Regions from separate parts of the Mus musculus genome. Here region 2 is linked to region 1. Evidence: chromatin contacts called from public HiChIP or PLAC-seq data. All regions are on one chromosome and are shown on one strand. Each heading gives the region's core, a stretch centred on a gene start, on an enhancer-like site or on the middle of the called end of the contact. The rest is flanking DNA. Distances are from core to core; before and after follow the strand shown. Region 1 holds the start of Cox14 (cytochrome c oxidase assembly protein 14). Region 2 overlaps Racgap1 (Rac GTPase-activating protein 1).

Region 1 (7,636 bases), core at 1,518-4,017:
TACTTTATCATACTGGACCCATTTTACAACCGGTGACACTGAGGTCCAGAGAATTGAATGGTTTACTTGTTAAAAACCAAACAATATTTAAAGCCTGCATGCGACTGAGTCAAGCAAGTGCAGAATGCTAAAGATCAGAGTGGATGGCAACCTGACCCCAAATCCCAGGGCCAGGAATTCAGATTCCTGGCAGGTAGCAACAGAGAGCTGGCTTCTGGCTGAACTCCCACTGCGGGAGGCTAGGGAAGTGGTGAGCTAGCACTGAGTCTGGACCTGGGTGGGCATGCATGTTGAGGGTGGACTGTGTGTAGGGAGTGAAGCTGAGGCTCTTTTTCTCTAGGTTCCCCTTGTTCACTGCGGTGTACAAAGTGTGCTATGAGGGCCAGCCAGTGGGCGAATTCATCCGCTGTCTGCAGAACCACCCGGAACACATGTGAATGGGGCCAGGGCCCAGGACAGGCAGCCCCTTTGCCCCAACGGAGACAAGCGGAAGGAAGCACGTGACACCCGTCATCAGGACTGTCTCCAGGACTCCCCATCTAGCAGAGTCCTCTCTGAAGGACCCTGAGGACAGGAGGCTGCGGGGCTCAGCTACACACCTAGAGATGCTCGCCACAGAATCCACACTTCCTTGCTGTCCTCTGGGAAGTGTAGAACTAAGCCCCAGTGGTGCCTGCTCCAGGGGTGGGGTTGGGGGAAGGGAAGGCGCCAAGTCAAGGGCTGCCGGTTGCTGCCTCACACACACTGGGAACCGGTCCCAAGTCCCATTAAGTGACTGAAGAAGCACTTCAGCCACAGGAAAGATGGGGCAAAGGCTGCCAAGGGAAGGGTCTGGATGCCTGAGCTGACACAGACCCCAGAGACCCTTTGGCCGACCTCTGCCAGGCCCCACACAACATCAACGATCTCACTGTTTGCTAACAAAATACAAAGCTCTCAAACAACCCCACTCTAACTTCTCCTAGCAACACTTGCTTCCTCAGAAGCCTCTACTTCCCCCTCCCCCAGGCTACTCTGGCACAAGAGTTGCTCTCCACAGGCATCTCTGGCCCTGGGGCGCTCCATTCTTCCCAGAGACTTCCTGGTTCCTGGAGCTTTGTCAGGGCCTCCCCACCCTGTGTGACCTTTCCCAGCTTTCCCTTGCCTGCACCCAGCTGCCAGCACCCTCTTTGGGGAGCAGGAATCTAATCTGCTGACAGAGCTACACTCTTTTCACAGCAGGCTCAGATGGCTCAGGCTCCCCTGACCTTCCTATTTGTCCACCTCCCCAGTCAGGAGCTCCGGCCCCGGCCAGCCCCTCCTACTGCTGACCTTTCTTCTCAGGGTCCTCCCCACAAGGCCGCTTCTCTCTGCAGTCACCACCAACTTCACGTCTAACAGAATGTAGGATTTATAGTTTATCGTCCTCAGGGCTGTCAGCCCATATTCTTGACTCTGCCCTTTCCTTTTGCCCAAGTCGTTCTCACCCAGCCTGGAAGGCCACCCGGCATCTGTAGGCTTAGAACTAAGGAGCAGCTCAAAGGTTCAGTAGGTTTCCACAAGGGTTGGTGGGTCCTAGTCCAAGGCCAGCTGTCCTCGGAACAGAACAAGGTCCTCGCGAGATCGGACCCACACACCTCAGGAGCTGGGGAACTCGAGGGAAGGACAATTGAAAACTGCCTGCCCTGGGGTGAGGGAGATCAGAGGGGGATGGGAGACTGCTTTGCACTGGCCCTGTTCCAAAGTTGGGTGGCAGCAAGAGAATGTCACAGATCAGCAGCCTGGAGCGCTAGCTATAAATAGCTGGAGGTTTCTCTCTCCACCAGGGGTCTCCATTTCCTGTGTGGCAGCAACTGGGACACCGTGGCTCTGGCCAGCTTGATATTAAACTAACACATTAAGGTGCCAGGTCCCTCTCTGCTCCTAGCCTTTAAGAATTCCGTCTTAGTGAAGGTCAGAGCTGTCGGGTAAGGGGAAGAGGGGGGGCCCTGTCATCGATCCCGACTGGGCTGGAACCCTCCCACGCATGACTCAATTCAGAGCTGTTCCCCGGGAGACTGGGGCGGGATGCAGACAGATTCCAACACCTTAACCTATGTTTGCTCAGTCAGTCAACTGTGAATCTGAGGTCTTCTGTCAGGCCACTTGTCTACCCAATAAAGTGTGGTTTTTCCAGAAACTGGAAGAGTTGGGGGAGTTTATGTGGCAGTGTGTGGGGTCATGTATCACTGCATGCATGTTTTACTCAATGTAAGACAAGAAGTGGAAAAAATCATCCTTGTTTAATAGCAGCCACACTCGGGCATCAATCGGCATTGGCGTCCACTCTGCTCACAGCCCCCACCTCCACCCCCCCACCCCACCCCCGTCCCCTTTTGTGCTTCGTATCCCCTCTTCCACCCAAGCTGTCAGCCAGTCTTCCCAGCGCTTCTTACAGGGTCTGTCACGTTGCCTGCCTACGAGGAGGTCGCGCACAAGGCAGAAATATTAGCGAGTCACCCTCCCATCCCCCGACTCACCCCCTACACCCATTCTGTGGCCTCACTAGTGCTGGTCCAGCTAAGGTCGGTTCCTCCGGATCACCCTGTAAAGGGCCGCTCCAGGCGGTAGGGGGCGCTAGGCCCATCGCTGGAGAATTCCGAGGATCTACCTAGCTACAGTTTACGTCACTGAACTTAGACTGCGGATTGGCTAATTCTGAGCTAAAATTTTTCCCGTTTTCCAAGGAGCGCTCTTGATGGACCAGAACCACACCCCCCAGAATTCAATGGGCCTTTCCGAGAGGAAGGCTAGACTGAGCGTGCGTAAGAGAGAGGTAGAAGCCGGAAGTTCAAGGCTGGCTCTCGCTTTAGTGGGCGAGTTTTCGCAGGGGGTGTCGGGTCCGGAGCGGGGCTGAGCACCAGTGGCTGAGGAGCTGCGCGTTGGTGACTGCCTCTTCCTGCCCTGCGGCGGCCGCGCGACTCTGCGAGTGGCAGACTGAGCAGGCATCGCTCTGACGCGGCCGAGTTGCAGCCTCCAGGTAGGCCGCGGGCCGGACGGCCAAGCGCACTCGCCCTCCCCCCACGCTCTCCTGCTCGGCGCACCGCGCCCCCTGCTCCCCGTGTCGCCGCTTTTCACGCTGTTCCCCTGCTCCCCGTTCCGAGTCCCTGCTGTCCCCTGTGCCCCGCACCGCGCTCCCCTCCGCTCCCCTGTGTCCCGCACCGCGCGTCCTCGGCCTGTGCCCTTGAGAGCGCGCGGCTCCTAGTCCCTGCGCTGTGCTAGCCCCTGCTGGCTCCCCGGCTGTCATAGTCCGACCGCCTTCCTGGTGTGACTGCGGCCTGGCTGTCCTCCCTTCTGAAACTGCTCGCCTCAACCCCAAAGCTCCTCACGGTCCCTCAAAGCCACTTATTTCTCTGAGGTCCTCACCACCTTCTCTGATCCTACAGAATATGGGGTTCATAGCTTACCTTTCTGGGCTCCGTTAGTCAGAAGTTGTTTTCTGCGGACACCAAGTCTCTCCAAAGAGGGCTAAATGACAGAAGCTGGGGTGGTTTTAGGGCTTTGATCCTTATTTGTTTTGTAAAGGATGCCCATCAGATGAAAACCTTCTGCCAGTCTCAAGAGTTTCTTTTATTTCCAAAGTTAATCCTTGTATCTGGGCTTCTAACTTCAGGGTTTTATTGTTTGTTTTTGAGGTTATCTCGGATTTGCTTCTTTTTGTTTCACACCCCCCCCCCGTTTTTTTGTTTTTTGTTTTTGACAGGGTCTCATGTCCACATCCTGAGTGCTGGGATTTCCAGCATATACCACATGCTCTGTTTAATGCAGTTCTGGGGACTGAACCTCTGGCTTTGTGCCTGCTACACTGAGTTACATCCCACTTTAAATCATACTCAAATCTTCTCTATCAGTGAACAAGGTGAAATTAGCTTTTCACCAGGGCGAAGTGACTCTGGCACTCTACAGGCAGGATCCCCCAGACACACACATCCTCAAGTCTATCTTCAGGTCCTCTCTCGGGAGAATTTCACTACCACAATAAGTAGCCTGATTAAAATATGGTTCTGAGGCTGGAGAGATGGCTCAGCAGTTAAGAGCCTTGCTGTTCTTCCAGAGGACCCAGGTTTGATTCCTAGTATAGTCTGGGTGGGCTGGTCACTTTTTTTTTTTAAAGAGATTTATTTCTGGATTTTATGTATATGAATACACTATAGCTGTCTTCAGACACACCAGAAGAGGGCATTGGATCCCATGACAGATGGTTGTGAGCCACCATGTGGTTGCTGGGAATTGAACTCAAGACCTCTGGAAGAGCAGTCAGTGCTCTTAACCACTGAGCCATCTCTCCAGCCCCGGCTGGTCACTTTTTAAGCACAAATAAGGAGAGCCTGTGTTAGCTCTGATGGCATCGCATCATATACACCTGTTTCCGGCCTTCTGTACCTCGGGTGTAGATGTTTTGAGTCAGAGCTCTGAAACTGCCATGCTTAACTCTTTTTTTTTTTTTTTTTTTTTTTTTTTTAAAGATTTATTTATTTATTATATGTAAGTACACTGTAGCTGTCTTCAGACACTCCAGAAGAGGGCATCAGATCTCATTACGGGTGGTTGTGAGCCACCATGTGGTTGCTGGGATTTGAACTTCGGACCTTCGGAAGAGCAGTCGGGTGCTCTTACCCACTGAGCCATCTCACCAGCCCCATGCTTAACTCTTTTAAGAGCAGCCACACAGGAGTCACCAGCATAGGATGCATCCGTGAAGATGAAAATAAGGAATGGCTCTCCGGGAAGGAGGAGAGGCCTATCCTGCAGACCAACTCCAATCTGTCTTTGTAGGGGAAGACATGCCATCTGCCAAGCAGCTAGCCGATATCGGCTACAAGACCTTCTCTGCCTCGATGATGCTCCTCACTGTGTATGGGGGTTACCTCTGCAGTGTACGAGCCTACCGTTACCTCCAGCTGCGCAGTGCCAGGCGCCAGGCTGCAGAAGAGCAGAAGACCTCAGGAGTCCTGTAGAGCAGCGAGGCGTGAGGCCTGCGGCCTGAAATGGAAAAGATTTTCCTGCATGTCAACCCTGGCAAGAACTAGGCCCCCATGCCTTTCAAACCTGCTGGGCTAAAATGCCTTGGTTTCTGTAGTGCTACTAGCTTGTGCCGTTCTGACAGTTTATGGAGGCCATCAAGTAAATGGGAATGTGAGGGTGAGGTTTATTACAGAGATTAAATATTTTGCTTTGTTTGTGTTTTAGTGGTTCTGTGTACCCAGAGAGTAAATGGATCATAGAGGTGTGGCTTTGAGTTCTCTAAAAGCTTGGTCTCTCTCTTTCTTTCCTGTTTTGTTTGTTCAAGACAGGGTCTATATAGCCCTCGCTGTCCTGGGACTCTATAAAAGACTAGGCTAGCCTGAACTAAGAGAGATCAGATCCTCTTGCCTCTGCCTCCCAAGTGTTGGGATTAAAGGCCTGCACCATCATGCCTGGCAGTATCTTTCCTACTGCCGTAAAGAAACCATAAAAAGTTACCTCACGGAAGCATTTATTTGGGGCATATAGTCTCAGAGGGGTCCATGACCACCACCGTGGTGGGAAGCGTGGCAGCAGGCCAGCAGCCATGGCCCTAGAGAAGTGGAGAACTTACATCTGATCCACAGGCACAAGGCAAAGAGCTAACTGGAAATGGCGGGTTTTTAAAACCTCAAAACCACCCCCCTGGTGACACACCTCCTCTGGTAAGGTCACACTCCCAGTTCTTCCCAAACAGTTCTACCATTTGGGGACCAAATATCAAATTTATGACCATATGGGGGGCTATTCCTTTTTTTTTTTTTTTAAAGATTTAGTTATTTATAACAGTTAAGTACATTGTAGCTGTCTTCAGACACCCCAGAAGAGGGCATCAGGTCTCATGACGGATGGTTGTGAGCCACCTTGTGATTGCTGGGATTTCAACTCAGGACCTCTGGAAGAGCAGTCAGTGCTCTTAACCACTGAGCCATCATCTCTCCAGATCCTAGGGGGACCATTCTTATGCAAACCACCACACTTGGGTTTCTGGACCTTAGTTTTCATCACCCCATGAATGTAGACACCTAGTTTTAGCAGTAGTATCAGGGTGTAGGATCATGGAGAAAATCTGCCCCAGCATTAGTGCATTTGCCTAAATTTTTCGGTCAGAGAAGACCACAGAGCTTTGTGCAGGCCATATGTAAACATGCCCTCTACTACTGAGATGCATCTTGCAGTGACCCTTCTGCCTCCGCTCCTCGGGTGTGGAGATTGCAGTTGCATTTTTGTGCCTGCCATATATCTTTATGAGTTTCTATATTACAAAACCACACCTAACAATACAAAGAAGGACATGAGAGCTCTGGCAGAGGACCCAGGTTCATTTCCCAGCACCCACTGGCAATAATGAACCATCTGTAATCCAGTCCTAAAAGATCTGACTCCCTCTTGTGGCTATCATGGGCACTGTATGCACATGGTGCAGATACACATGCAGGAAAAACACCCGTACACATAAATCTTTAAAAGAATTTTAATTAGCTGGGCAGTGGCAGCACACACCCTTAATCCTAGTACTGAGGAGGTGGAGGCAGGTGAATTTCTGAGTTCAAGGCCAGCCTGGTCTACAGAGTGAGTTCCAGGACAGCCAGGGCTACACAGCAACCCTGTCCCTAAAAACAAAGAGTATAAATAAAAAAGTACAATTTTTAAAAAAAGATTTCTTTGATGTATGAGTCTCTGTCTGCATATGCACACACATGCCAGCAGAGGGCATCAGATCCCATTACAGATGGTTGTGAGCCACCATGTAGTTGGTGGGAATTGAACTCAGGACCTCTGGAAGAGCAGCCAGTGCTCTTAACCAATGAGCCATCTCTCCAGACCAACTTTTCCTTCTTTTCTTTTTTTTTTTTTTTTTTTTTGGGTTTTTTGGTTTTTCGAGACAGGGTTTCTCTGTATAGCCCTGGCTGTCCTGGAGCTCACTTTGTAGACCAGGCTGGCCTCGAACTCAGAAATCCGCCTGCCTCTGCCTCCCGAGTGCTGTTTTCCTTCTTTTTAAAAGATGTCTGGCTCATGGGTCTATACATTGCAGTGCACAACCCATCAGAGAGAAGCAGGCAAAACCAGTTAAGAGTGTAAATATATTAGGATATCTTGGACCAAGGTACAGCTTGTCTAAATAGTGACACTTGCTAGGTATGATGGTTCCTGTCTTTAGTTCCAGCACTAAAGGAGGCAGAGATAAGGGGATCTCTGAGAGTTCCAGGCCAGCCTGGCTTTACAGTACAACTCTGTCTCAAAGGCAAAAAAAAAAAAAAAAAAAAAGTAGGGCTGTCTACTAGAAGCAGCAGGAAGTAGTATTCATGGTTCGAACACCAGTTGGCTGCTCTCAGGATGGCCATCTCAAAGAATAAAAGATCAGCTTTCAGTATCTCTTTTTAAAAAAACATACACGTCCATGTTTCTGTAAAGGATGTAATGAAAATGTAAAGACTATGTAATGTGACATAAATGTAGAGAAGATGTCAAGTGTCATCGAGATGGCTCAGTGGGTGAAAGTGTTTGCCTCCACCCTGATGACAACCTGCATTTGATTCCTGGGACTCCGTACATGGAAGGAGAGAACTGGCTCTCAAAAGTCATCCTCTGATTGTCACACGTGGTGGTGCAC
Region 2 (7,636 bases), core at 2,756-5,255, 100 kb before region 1:
TTCTACAGGCTGGTGAGTGACACCAGAAGAAAGGCAATTACTATATGCACCTGACGACCTGAGAGCCATCCCTGAGAGCCCACATGGAGGTGGAAGGAAAGAACTGCAAGTTCTCCAAGTGGGTGCCCTGGTACACACACATTATACACGCACATGAATTCTTTAAAAAACATATTCTATGAAAAATACTGAATAGACAATTATACTGTTACTTGACATAGAGAACTAAACATGGGAACTGTCTAGGGAGCTGTTCTGTAAGGTGCTGCTGACCCAGCAGGACAGGTCACAGGGTCACTGCAGAGACCTTCATGTGACAGTACCCACTTCTTGTTCAGTTCTTTTCATTTACTTTTTAGATAAGGCTCTAACTGGCCATGGACTCATGGCGATTCTCCTGTCTCCCAATTGCTTAAACTGTTGGGACTACAGGCAGATACATCAATATAGCTTCAATAAACTACTGTCCTTGAACCTGAAGACAGTAGGAGAAGTAGGAAAGAGTTGATTCCTACAGGTCTGCACTGACCTCAGCATTCTGCTGCGACTCAATCACAGGCACACAGGCACACGCACACTCACAGGGAGAGGGAGAGAGAGAGAAAATAGAGGCACATGCACACGAGCGTGCGCGAGTGCGCATGCGCATGCGCATACACACACACACACACACACACACACACACACACACACACACTCACACCTCACCCCTGCATACCTGGGTGTGCTCTTGGAGAGGTTGTACAACCTCTGTGACAGGGAACTTGATAAAGGAGTCTTGACAAGCTGGAATTCAGGAGTGGTCACAGGCCCCAGTAAGCTCACTTCAAATAAAAACGAGACATATTTTTAAGTGAATGGGAAAAAAAGTCCTCTTGAAGATGGATGGTTTACACTGACCCGCCTCTGACGGTCAGACATGCAGCAGTTAACAGGTCATTTCTGCCCTTGTTTTGTAACTTGCTCTTGAATCTTCTGAACTATCCAACTACTCAACAAACAGCTGACATTCACTTCCTCATTCAGACAATTCCCAATCTCCAAACTTCACACATCTAACATCTGAACTTTTGACTTTTACATATACTATAAAAAAAAGACACCATTCTTAAAAAGAAGCTTTTAATATGTCTATGTGATGGGAATAAAAGCATTCTACTCATGGCAGCAGAAATGGCAACGTCACATAAGAACCAGATGGAAGGCTAGCAAGCCGACGGCTCCAGGGCAAAGGCACAATCGATCCCTGGGACCCACATCATGGGAAGGGAAAACCAATTTCCTCAAGTTGTCCTTTGACCACCACAAATGCACATGGCATATGCACCCACACATAAAATAAATAAAATGTAGTAACAATTTTCAAAAATGAAACCAAATCAATAAAACATGCTAACAAACCTAAAGTGAGACTTAACCCCAGAAATACCATCGCAGTGCTGGAGAGATGGCTCATCGGGTAAGAGCACTGACTGCTCTTCCAAAGGTCCTGAGTTCAAATCCCAGCAACCACATGGTGGCTCACAACCATCCATAATGAGATCTGATGCCCTCTTCTGGTGTGTTTGAAGACAGCTACAGTGTACCTACATATAATAAATAAATCTTAAAAAAAAAAAAAAAAGAAAAGAAATGCCATGGCATTGGATGGGACTCTGTAACTATGAAAACTGATGGCAGGCGGTGGTGGCACACACCTTTAATCCCAGCACTTGGGAGGCAGAGGCAGGTGGATTTCTGAGTTCGAGGCCAGCCAGGTCTACAAAGTGAGTTCCAGGACAGCCAGGGCTACACAGAGAAACCCTGTCTTGGAAACCCCCCCCCCCCCCAAAAAAAAGAAAAACTGACGGAATTTTCAAGTTGGTGGGGGCTGATTAGGAGTTAAGAGAGGGCCTCATGTAACCCAGAATGGCACTGAATTCAGTGTGCAGATGAGGGTGACCAACTCTTTGCCTCTGGCCCTCTATTACCACACCTAGCCCAGATATTACAAAGAGCTGGAAGCTCAGGGAAATGGCCCCACGGCCAAGCTCCTGAAGAAGCACAAACTCGGTCGGGCAGAACTGACCTTTAACGTCTGGTGTGCGTGGTGTTGAGTTTCCATTGCCTCGCTGGCTGTCTATGTTCTCTTGGTCCACCATCATGAACTGATTCCAGTACTCCAAGGGGAGAGAGAGTAGGCGCTCCACCACCTAAAGGGCACAGAGCCAGCCTTACTGCAGGTTCTGTTGTTGGTGTGTTTCTCAGTCTCTCTGCAGCCCAGGCTTGCCTAGAACTTGTAGACCAGGCTGGGGAGATCCTCCCAGCACAGCCGGCCACTGCATGTGCTCACCCACCACGCAAGGCTTATTTCTGTCATTGTGCCACGTTAGTGCATTGCAAAGATCAGACCTTCTGCATCTGTGTGTGCACACCATGAACCCTACCTTGAGCTGACGTTTGATGTCCTGGAACATTGTCACTGGATCTGGATTGGGCACAGTATGGGCAACTATTGTAGGGCCAAAGACTTTAGCTAGATTGGCAATATCCATCTTAGTGTCTGGACTCTGAGACACTCTGAATAAAAGATTATATTAAGAAACATTATTCAGGGGAGGTGGGGGGAAAAAAGAAACATATTATTCCTCTTAAATATACACCAAAATATACATTCTAGAAAAAACAACTCACTGTCCACACACTCTTCTCCTTGGAAGATTCCCTAGCTCTCAGACTAAGCATCCGCTGTACTAACCTCTGTAGGTGGATCATAAGGAAGGCTAGCGTGTCCCTGTTGGCCTGGGGCAGCTCACTGACAGCCTGGTACATGGCGGCTGTGCTGTTGTCTTCATCTGTTATCTCTGTGATGACAAGAAAGCATTAAAGGTCCAGGCTCTTCCCTGGACAGCAGCTTCAAGGCTATCGACCACAAAGGCCCACCTATACACGGAGCTTCTGAAACTTCTGATGCGGTTCATGACAGCACCAGACTCTAGTTTCATTAACAGGCAGGACACTGGCCAACAGTTCAATGAGAAGTCAGAACTTCCTAAAACTCAGTTAAGAGAAAGCAGCTGGCAACCCATTTGCTGGGAAGACACACAAGTGCAGTGATAAACCATCAACAATCATAGGACACTTGAGGGCCTACTATGTACCACGTGCTATTTTTAAATGTGAGGATAACGAAACGAAAAGAGGCCTTGTTTAATGGAATAAATACTCTAATCAAAGAGCTGGTCAGGAAATGCAAAAAACAAAACACATGTCAAGCAGTATTCAGGAAAAAAGAAAATGAGCACGTGGAATGCTAAAGTAACAGGGCCTGCTTCTCACAAGATGGCCATAAAGGCGGGTTTTGTGGTTAGTTTTAAAAACTGGGTTCCAGGTAGCTTACTCCAGTCTCAACTCACTATGTAGCCAAAGCTGGTCTCAAACATCCGGCCCTCCTGCCATCCTTCCCAAGCGCTGGACTACCACGTCATGCACCTGGCTTAGGAAACGTGTTTCTAAGGACAAAATGTGTGAAGAGAAACCGGGGAGAGAGAAGTAACACAGTACAGAGATGTCAGGGGAAGCTGCTAGGGATAAGACTGCAGCAAATGGGAAGGACGTGAGGTGGGTGTGTGCTACAAATCCAAGACTCTGGGCTGGAGAGATGGCTCGGCAGTTAAGAGCACTCACTGGCTCTTAACATATACATAAAATATACACATAAAATAAAAAGAAATCCAAGACTCCAGGATTAGAAAAGAGGAAGGAGGGGCATAAAGAAAATGGTGTTGCAGACAATGACCAGGAGCCAAGTCTGCAGGTCTCTTCAACCATGTTAAAGACTGGAGTTAGTCTAAAAATGATGGACAAGCCAGTCCATGGTGGCACATGACTTTAATCCTAGCACTTGGAGGCAGAGGCACGTAGATCTTTGAGTATGAGGCCAGCCTGGGCTACAAAGTGAGTTCCAGGACAGCCAGAACTACACAATGAAACCTTATCTCAAAAAACAAAACAAAACAAAACAATGGTGGACAGAGACAAAAGGGCCACCAGTAACTCTGAGTGTAAAAGGACCACACCAGCACCACACAGATGCTATCATGTAGGGGCACAAGCAGAAACTCGACAATCTGTTAGCAGGTTCTCAACATATTCTGAGGACAGCTGAGTACCAGGACTCGTGACAAATACCAAATTTAAAGTGTATTTACAGGCTGCTAACAAGGTCTGTGGTGGAAAAGAAAGGAATCAAAGCTGGTTCTATTTTCAAAGGGACAACCTAAAACCTGACCAAGAATCAAGACCCACAGTGAGTCCTACGAAGTCTAAGTTAGTTTAATTCTTCCCTTTATTTTATGTGTACACATACGTTGCCAGCATTTATGTGGTGCCTGAGGGGGCAGAAGAGTACAGCAGATCCTTCCGGTCTGGGGTTCCAAATAGTGTGACCCACCCTTGCAGAAGCTACGAATCAAAACCAGACCCTCTGGAAGAGAAGCCAGTGCTCAACCACAGAGCATCTCTTAGCCTCTCTAGTTCAGGGAAGAAACGGCATGATGGGAGGCGAGGACAGTCACTCACCCACCCAACAGTCTGGGTACCTAGGACACTTCAGACACTGCACAGGTGGTGGAAAAATTAGTAAACTGTAAACACAGCTCAGCCCTGGATCGGCTGACGCCACAGTCAAGTTCTGCCTTCACCTGCTGCCTCCATGAAGGCTTTGCTCAGCCAGAAGGTCAGGAGGGGCTCTTTGAGGTTGCGCAGGAAGTCCTTCAGGAGGCTGCAGATGACGTGGATATCGTCCACTTTGCTGAGGAGGGGCACAGTTTTCACCTTAAGGAATTTTTCTTTCAGTTCTTTCACTGTGCGGTCACAGCCTGAGATCCTGTACAAGCCTGCCTGTTATAGAGATGACACTTACTTAGGAACTTCCAAATCACCATCGCAGACCACAAACTCACCGGGCTCAAGCTCCTCACCTCAGTCAGGCCTCGCTGCTCGATCTCATTGACACAGCTGACGACAATGGCAGGGATCATGGGAGAAGCCTGCGACACGAAGTCGGCCAGCATGCCCTGGAAGAAGGGGCTTTGTTATTTACACTGCCGAGACCGAGAGAGAAGGGCTCATGCACAGAGCTGTCACTAAACACTAGCAAAGTGTGTCAGCGTCTGAACTTCTATTCTACAAGTACGTGCTAAAACAGACTCGGGGACTGAGAGGTGGCCGGCAGCTGAAAGCCTGTGCTGTTCGCCAGAGGACCTGGGTTCACTTCCCAGCACCCACATCAGGGGGTTCACAACCACCTGTAACTCCAGCTCCAGGGGACTCTGACATCTCTGGCCTCCAGAGGCACCTAAACTCCTGTGTATATACCCTACTCATACATAGTTTAAATAATAACATTTCTGAAGAGTCTTGGAGGAGTAAGGTGCAGCTCAAGGCCTGACATGAGCATACGCCTGACAGGCATGAGGTCCTGTGGTGGGCGATGCGTGTATCCCAGCACACTGGAGATAGAGGCAGGAGGAGCAGAGTTTGAGGCCATCTACATAGAGCCTTTAGTCACTTCTGTCTTCATGCTGTGGTCTATATAACCACACACACTTTTTTTTTGTTTGTTTGTTTTTTGGTTTTGGTTTTTCGAGACAGGGTTTCTCTCTGTGTAGCCCTGGCTGTCCTGGAACTCACTCTGTAGACCAGGCTGGCCTCGAACTCAGAAATCCACCTGCCTCTGCCTCCCAAGTGCTGGGATTAAAGGCGTGCGCCACCATGCCCGGCTACACTTTTGTGAGCAAGAAAAGTCCTTTTCTTCTACTCGGGACAAGAGAAAGCCAGCCCCGAGGAGCTCACAGCCTAAGCTGGGTGTGGTGGCACAGAGGGAAGCAGATCTCTGAGTCTGGATCCTGAGCTGGAGATCTTTGAGAGCGGATGATCCCAGTATACCCCTTGCCTACTGAAGGTAACAATCTCTTCCCTCTCGAGTCTTGGCTAGGCCTACATTAGCTCTGCACTCAACAAGAAGTAACCACTACTCAGTTTCGTGCTGGCATCTAAAGCCCCGTACAGGAGCGTCAGGGCTGCTCTGTGATATGGTCTGGCAGGGAAAAGCAGCCTGGAGAAGCTCCACAGCTGAGAAGATGATGGACTTACATTTGGAATAACAGTACAGTCAAGGCACTTATTACACACAATACACAAGTTGTACCTTAGTACACAACAGCTTTGACACTGCCAGAGTTTCACACCTTCTTTCTAGTGCTAAGGACCATGTCCCATGCCTCACAACCACCTGTAACTACAGCTAGAGAGGCTCTGGTATGCACATGCACACACACACACACATACATAATAGTAATTAAATCAGTCTTTGAGTTTTTTGACTAGACCTAAATAAACTGATAATTTTTATAAAATAAAACAGGCATCGTGGCAGAGGCCTTTAATCCCAGCACTCAGGAGGCAGAGGCAGGTGGATCTCCAAGTTTAAGGCCAGCCTGGTCTACAGAGCAAATTCCAGGACAGCCAGGGAAACACAAAGAAACCCTGTCTTGAAAAAAATCAAAATATTAATAACAATAATAAGAAGAAAGAGAATAAGAAAGAATTCACCAGGTAAGATCGAGGACAAGAACAGCTTTGAGTTCACGACTGTAAAGTTAAATGGTAGGAGCCAGGGGTAGGCTATAAGAATGGCTACTGTGCATGTGTGAGATCTTCCTAGGAGCGGGGGGGGGGGGGGGGGGACGACGACGACGACGACGACGACCTGCTGTAGAAAGGTCCAAACAACATTCTGACATTTTACTATTTCTATTCATTTTTCATGGAGGGAAATTTTATTTGAGATCAATAATTTTATATATATATTTATTATTATTATTATTTTATTTTTTTTGGTTTTCTTTCGAGACAGGGTTTCTCTGTATAGCCCTGGCTGTCCTGGAACTCACTCTGTAGACCAGGCCAGCCTCGAACTCAGAAATCCGCCTGCCTCTGCCTCCTAAATGCTGGGATTAAAGGCGTGTGCCACCATGCCTGGCTTTTTTTTTTTTTTTTTTTTTTTTTTTTTTAAGATCAATAATTTTAAAATAAAAACCTGACACTATGCCTTTTACAGACAAATGGTGGTTGGCTGCCATGATACTTACCTCTCCAATCTTAACCGGTGTCCCCACCAGGGGGGGGATGCAGGGAAGGGGACATCGGTCCCGACATTCTGGATGGGAGACCAAACGACAGTCTCGACACTTCAGAGACAGCTTGCCAAACTTGATCCGCTTTCCACACGGAACACAAGATTCAGGCTTAATAACCTGAAGATACAACAGGGCAGAAGCATAGAATAATATGAATAACAGTTATTGTCAACCACATGCATCAAGCGCACAGTGTGTATGAAACAACATTTTAGGCCCATCACACATGCTAATATAATAATTCCCACCACCACAACAACAATAGCAACAACAAAAACTGTAAAATAGGTCTTGTTTTCTTCATTTTAATCATAGCAGTGCTCTGGTGAACATGGTGACATGCTTTAATTCAAGTACCTAGGAGACAAAGGCAACTGGATCTCTGTGAGCTCAAAACCAACCCGGGCTACAAAATGAAGCCCTGTCTCAAAAAAAAGAAGAGGAGGAAGATGAAG

What was found. HiChIP or PLAC-seq counts read pairs in DNA pulled down with a chosen protein or histone mark.
Region 2: a contact with region 1 is called in an H3K27ac HiChIP or PLAC-seq map of extraembryonic endoderm stem cells. The contact joins the enhancer-like site here to the promoter of Cox14 in region 1. A contact is called at or near these places in 2 of 39 promoter capture datasets (frontonasal cranial neural crest and macrophages), 2 of 115 datasets of contacts at active chromatin or transcription factors (extraembryonic endoderm stem cells and neural tube) and 3 of 9 other capture datasets (adipose tissue, liver and pancreatic islet).

The regions. Positions count from the first base shown.
Region 1 is chr15:99,722,851-99,730,486 of GRCm38.p6, forward strand. Cox14 (cytochrome c oxidase assembly protein 14) reads left to right here and starts at 2,768. Exons shown (of 2, transcript NM_183256.3): 1 at 2,768-2,998; 2 at 4,795-5,286. The coding sequence starts at 4,803. The coding sequence ends at 4,976. It overlaps Gpd1 (glycerol-3-phosphate dehydrogenase 1 (soluble)), which reads left to right. Exons shown (of 8, transcript NM_010271.3): 8 at 341-2,164. The coding sequence ends at 437. Gm16537 (predicted gene 16537) reads right to left here and starts at 1,624. Exons shown (of 3, transcript NR_155353.1): 1 at 1,467-1,624.
Region 2 is chr15:99,621,501-99,629,136 of GRCm38.p6, forward strand. It overlaps Racgap1 (Rac GTPase-activating protein 1), which reads right to left. Exons shown (of 17, transcript NM_001253808.1): 10 at 7,134-7,298; 11 at 4,962-5,057; 12 at 4,683-4,881; 13 at 2,738-2,843; 14 at 2,427-2,559; 15 at 2,069-2,192; 16 at 719-824. Among named protein-coding and RNA genes, the nearest start is that of Gm34765, 24 kb to the left of the region's middle. Within about 2 kb of position 4,006, at least 4 of the 459 cell types and tissues checked have an H3K27ac peak or open chromatin away from gene starts, as enhancers often do. A contact at or near this core is called in extraembryonic endoderm stem cells, where this site is marked.